Linked DNA regions of Rattus norvegicus: region 2 is linked to region 1. Evidence: chromatin contacts called from public Hi-C data. All regions are on one chromosome and are shown on one strand. The core of a region is the stretch at or near the end of the contact, and the rest is flanking DNA. Distances in the headings are between cores, read along the strand shown.

Evidence for each region. Hi-C and Micro-C count contacts between places; a contact is called where the count stands out from the background.
Region 2: a Hi-C map of Schwann cells shows a contact between it and region 1, with 8 times the contacts expected there. The contact joins the promoter of Cpne8 here to the enhancer-like site in region 1. A contact is called at or near these places in 4 of 12 Hi-C or Micro-C datasets (Schwann cells, frontal cortex, hepatocytes and 1 more).

What each region holds. Positions count from the first base shown.
Region 1 is chr7:123,246,215-123,249,146 of GRCr8, reverse strand. No RefSeq gene overlaps it. Among named protein-coding and RNA genes, the nearest start is that of Alg10, 33 kb to the right of the region's middle. Within about 2 kb of position 1,571, at least 21 of the 93 cell types and tissues checked have an H3K27ac peak or open chromatin away from gene starts, as enhancers often do. A contact at or near this core is called in Schwann cells, where this site is marked.
Region 2 is chr7:123,667,402-123,670,419 of GRCr8, reverse strand. It overlaps Cpne8 (copine 8), which reads left to right and starts at 1,360. Exons shown (of 20, transcript NM_001108750.1): 1 at 1,360-1,625. The coding sequence starts at 1,489. LOC134479767 (a long non-coding RNA gene) reads right to left here and starts at 1,566. Exons shown (of 2, transcript XR_010053469.1): 1 at 1,432-1,566; 2 at 321-838.

The DNA of each region.
Region 1 (2,932 bases), core at 322-2,821:
GGGCCTTCTACTTTCTACCTCAGGAAAAGTTCCAGCTCCAGAGTTACCTATTCTAAAAGTTTCTCATCGTGGCTGAAGGATCTCCTTTGCAGCAGCCGTCTGGTGAGGCTACCAAGACCGACCCAAGTCTGCAAAAGACAATTAACTGCTCATCAGTCGCAGGTTAGCCTTGAACGATAGCTCCACTTACAGGGAGGGCATTGGTTGAAAAAGAGAAGGATTCTGTTAGTACCAGATACATATGCGATTTCCGGGCTATCTGCTTGGTATCGGGTACTGAATTAAGGGTCCATCCTCGATGAGAACTAATTCTCCTGCTCTCAGCATTCTTTAGTTGCCTGTGGTTCTTTCTCAAGGGGTGGAATCCCGTGAGATTCTCTCCTTCTATGTTAGCTCTTCCGTAGGTGTTTCCTTGTTCGGTCTCATTCTTGTTTGATCACGGCTATAATCTCATAGGTAAATCTTCCTGTCATTTCTAGGACACTGAATCTCTCAGCAGATTCCCTGATCCTCTAACTCTTACAACCTCTTGCCCCACTTCTACAATGTTCCCTGAGCCCACATTGTCCTCAATACTATTTAATATTACACTGGGTAGCTGCACTATAATTTATTTATTTCTTACCCCCATGAGGCTATACGGATTGGTTCCAGTTCACTGTAGAAACGTCGAGAATGCTGCTATGAAGCTTGGTGCTTGGACCCTTTGCCAAACAGACACTAACTCCTACCACACATTACCTTGGGCTGGGTCCACCACTTAGGAGTTAATGGAAATCAGTTTTCCGAGGCAACTGGCCTTTTGGCAGCATGCAAGCGCACAGGTGACTCCATGTTCTGTTAATTGAAGTGGCTTGTCTCCGTGAGCTGAATTTGCATTCCCTTTAATTGATCAGTAGGTTGACTCCTGCTTCTCCCTCTTAGTCATGCATGTATGCTCTTTTATGAAATTTCACAACTATCCTGGATCCAGGCCTCACTGTCTGGATCACCATTTCACTATCTTACTCTTTTTACTTGGTGAAGAAAACCTGTTCAGTCAAACGCATGCATTTTACCTTTTTATAATACGTAGAATACAGTTAGAAGATACGAGTGAAAGCCAGCTCTTTAGTCATGACATAAAGAGCACCGGACTCTCCTCATCCGTTTGAACGGGAACTCCATGTGTTTCACATATACAATCCTCTCCAAATATTTCTAACACTTAAACCAGGACGAGAAAAGATATAAATGTATGTTTCATGTAGACTGCTGGCAGAAATTAACATGCCGTTATTTTTTTTAATTTAGCTAGCACACAAAAATGGGTTTCACTGTGGCGTTTTCACACATAAATCATGGTGTGAAATGACTTGTCATACAAATATGGCTATATGGTCATATCCGCACCGCTGCTGCCACCCTCCTTCGCCGGGAGGCATTATTAAGTGAATAGCATCATTGTAGAGGTGTTTTCTTAGGAACAAATATTCTTTCCCTTCTGGACATGGTTTGAATGTGAGGCACTGTGTTTAAGAGACTAGTAAGTGGAACGCTTCCGCGGGCTTTCACTAGGTAGGTGACAGCTAAAACGCTGGGATAGCTGGGAATTACTGAGGGTAGAGTGCCCGGCTCTGACCATGGAGAGAGCAGAACCTTGATATGTACTGCCACCTAGTGGCCAGAGTGCATTATTACAACTTTACGTTCACTCTTTGGAAATGCTCACCTAAATGTCGGTAGATAACATTTGCTAAATAAAATGTTTTCTGCTGAAAGTAATCCCCACCACCACCCGTCGTGAACCTATTTCTTATTTCCTGGCGCACACCTTTCTCATGTCCACAAAGTTATGCATACGAAGTATAAGAAGCTAAAACAAAATGTTTGAAAGAACGTGTGGTGTTCGTCCTTCTGAGACTGAGTTTCCCCACTCGCATTTTTCAGTTCCATCCATTTCACTGATGATTCAGAATTTCGTATGTGGCTAAATAAAACCCCGTTGTGTGTGTGTGTGTGTGTGTGTGTGTGTGTGTGTGTGTGTGTGTGTGTGAGAGAGAGAGAGAGAGAGAGAGAGAAATGTAGCGCATTTCCATTATCCGTATGTATATGGAGGCTGATTGAGATTTCTTGTGAACAACACAGTCTCTGTGGTGGGACTCAGCACCCTCTGGCTGCAGGCCCAGACAGTGGTCACATAGTAGTTACAATGTTCATTTTCTGAGAAAATGCTACACAGATTTCCATGGTGGCTAATAAACCTCCCTGGGCTATGCATGAGGGATCCTCTATCCCCACTTCTTTTTCCATGGTTGCTCTTATCTTTTCTTCATAGCCATCCTGGTTAAGGCGGGGTGCACTCATTTCATTTTGGTTGGCATTTCACCGGTGGACAAGGCTGGAGACCATCTTTTAATGTATTTATCAATCATTTGTATTTCTTCTTGTAATAACTACCTATTCATTTCATTCTTTGATGGACTAGCTGGGGGATATTAATTTTTTTGTGGTTTAAAAATATATTCTCTAGATATTAATCCTCTGTCTGGAGGATTCCTGGCAAGCGTTTTCTCCATGTGTAGGCTGTCTGTTTCCTCTCCTGCATTTTCCTTTGCTGTGCGTAAACCTTTCAGTTTCACATAGTTCAGTGTGCTCCTTCTTGAGCTACCTCAGTTGTCTAGAAAGTTCTGGTGCTCACCTGCATCCCAAAGACAAGTTCTCTCACACACTTGCATCCCGAAGTCGCTCCCTCATGTTATCTTCTACCAGTTTCAATGCTTCAGGTTTGAAATTAAGGCCTTTGGTCCGCTTTGAATTGATGAGACAGGGATATGGGTTTTTAATCTTCATTCTTCTACAGGGTAACTAATTTTGCCAATATAATTAGGTGAATACCCTCCCAACCCCAGTGTATGCTTTGACACTTTTGACAAATATTTGCATCCTGGCT
Region 2 (3,018 bases), core at 111-2,610, 420 kb before region 1:
TGTGGCTTAGCAGGTGGATACTGAGGACACACTTTAAATACCTGCATGCTGTTGTCCATGTAAATAAACGCATTAAGATACGTACAGATATGGGCCTCGATAAGGTGGAAAATTAGGAGGAGTCCTTTGGGTGGAACACTAACGTCCTTACCTTTTATTTAGAACTTCAGCAGGTGCCTGCAAAATAAAAATTCTAGTTAACTAAAAAAAAAAAAACAAAAAACAAAAAACAAAAAACCAAACCAAAACAAACAAACAAAAAAAACCCCTCTAGATCTTGTCCATTTCAGGCATCAATAAGAGAGTTTGAGGGAACATTCTAGTCATCAACTGCAGTTTAATTTGTGACAGAGGAAAGAGAAAGAAAATCAGAATTGGTGGATTTGAGGGGTGATGAGTGGAGGACGGGGCGACCAGGGAAAGAAAACAAGACCAAAGTGATTCAAATGTTTAGAGCGACAAGCATCTACACTCTTTTCCCCCTGCAGCAACACAGATTCTTTAAGGGGGTGGCTCCAAGTGTTAAAATGTCACCTGAGAGACCAGTAATAAGTCCTTGATTCTCCAGGTGAGCTAGGACTAAAGTCAGCAACGCTCCCTCCCGAGGCTAGGCGCTCCGCTCTCCATCGCCCCCTGGCGGCCATCGCCAAAGGACCCGCAGTGACGCCTTGGGTCAGGTGTGCGCAGGAAAGTGGGGGTTGCCCAGCAGGCTGCTGCGGCGCCCCGTGCCTTGCCCACTCCCAGTCGCGCCGCCCGGGATCTGCTTGCCAAACTCCGCGGTCACCCGAGCTGCGCATACGCTTTAGGCTGCCCAGCTTTCAGGACTTGAGGAGCAGACCTGGGGAGAAGGAGCTAGATTATAAGGTTACGACCTCCCGGGCCTCAGAAATCCCCCCCTTTTGGAAAGTGCGTTACGAGGCACCGATCTTGCCTTAAGGGGACCCTCGCCTAAAAGTCTCAAGTTGCAGGAGATGGCTGACGCTTTGAAGCCTCCTCTCTTATAACGCAGCGATTGTCCCAACAGCGTCTACTCCGCCCGAGCTGGCCCCAAATATTGGCACGCCCCTCTGCCCCTGGAGCCAAAGGCTGGTGGCATCTCTTGCCCCACCACCCCATTAGTCCTTTGGCCCGAAGTGGGAGACCTATCAGCGGGGATCGGGGTCAATCGCCAGCGCCCCGGGCTCTCCCACTAGACGGCGCGGGGTCTGTACGGGTCACCTACGGTCGCTGCGCCCTACGCCCAGAGCCTCGGAGCTGCAAACCCAGTCATAGCCCGAGGGCTGCCCCGGAGAGGGAGCAGCCGGGAGAGCCACTTGGGAGACCGTGGCGGTTTGGCCAGGACTGACTCGGTCGCGGGATTCGCGACGAGGTCCGCCTCTTCCCTCCCCTTCCCGCGCCGCCTCCGCCTCCTTCCTCTGCCTCCACCCTCACCCCTTCCCGTCGGTGCGGAGCTCGGCTCCGAGCAGCGCTCAGCCCGCCGCAGCTTGGATGTGGGCTCGGGACAAGTGCTCTGCGCCTCCGCTCGAGATGGACAGCCGCTACACCAGCGCCACGGGCATCGGGGACTTGAACCAGCTGAGTGCGGCCATCCCTGCCACACGCGTGGAGGTGTCGGTGTCCTGCAGGTGAGGACGCGGCTCTTTTTTTTTTTTTTTTTTTTTTTTTTCTTCCTTCTATCCGGGCTTGGTGGCACTTGACTGGCGCTCCCAGTACCACTGGTGAGAAGTTGCTTGCTGAGTGGGGATACCCTCCTTGTGGTACTGACTGACGTTACCCCACCCCCTCCCAACCTCCACCCCGGGTCAAATGACACAGAGTTGGGGACGAGAGTGGTGGGCTTTGGGACTGCGTCTTTTTGCTTTCTCTCTGGGAAACGTTGTGAAAGTTGGCAAAGCTGTGACTCAGCTACAGAAACCCTAGCCGCCGCCCACTTTGCAACCTTTTAAAAATTATTTATTTACTTTAAACGACCGCAATCAGGGCCAGAGGTTCAGTGATGACGGGAACAGAAGGGTCAGCCCTGCCAAAAGCGTGTGTGATGCTACGCACTTTGGCCCGGGACTCCCTCCGCTGGGCGTCTGGGAAGCCTGGCGGTGGGCTCTGCTCCAGTTCCACAGTTTCCTCCTCCCCACCCACTTCCTGGAACCGTCTAGCTCCCTTACCCTACACCCTTCCGGGACGTTTGCCCTAGGCCGGTAGCGGTTCCAGGTTCAGTCTTTCTGGCAGACGCTTACCTAAGAATTGAGAAGTCACGACTGATTTTCTGCCCGCCGGTAGACAAACATTAGAATGCTTCCAGCAACTCTCAAGGACTGCCAATTTCAGACTCCCCTTTCCTGACGCTCACTGGGCCAGATCCTCTGTAAGTCAGGTAGAATAGCCGTGCTGGCCCAGTTTTGGGGAATTAGATGGTCGGCTCTATTAAGGATACTACATTCCATGTACCCAGGTGCCCACTTCGCGTTAGAACACTTCTTTCCACCGTTCTCACTGAAAAACCCCACTCATACTCTATGCTCCCGTGTTTTTAAATGCCCTCAAATGTTCTCAGTCTTTCTGTAGGAAAGATCCTTGTAACTCTAAAAAAGCATGGGTGATTTTTGTTGTAAACAAAGCCTGAAGTTTAACCCCCTCAGCCTCTAAACATTGGTTCTCAGCTAATGCTTCGACCATTTAATACAGTTCCCCATGTTGTGACACTACCCCCTCCCCCGCCCCCACCTTAAAATTATACTTGTTGCTGCTTAATAGCTGTGTTTTTGCTACTGGTACAAAGAGTAATATAAACATCTGTGTTTCCTGATGGTCGTAGGTGACCCCTGCGAAAGGGTTATTTGATTGGCAAAGGAGTCGCCCACCCACAGGTTGAAAAATCACTGCCCTGAAACTAAAGTTTCTTGGAAATGCATGTTTGGCATCCATCCCGCAAGTGGCCATGTCCTTTGGTAGGGGAAAGCCCTTAGACAACATATGATTGACCTCAGACTGTGAAAGTTACAGTGGTGTTCATGACAGCAG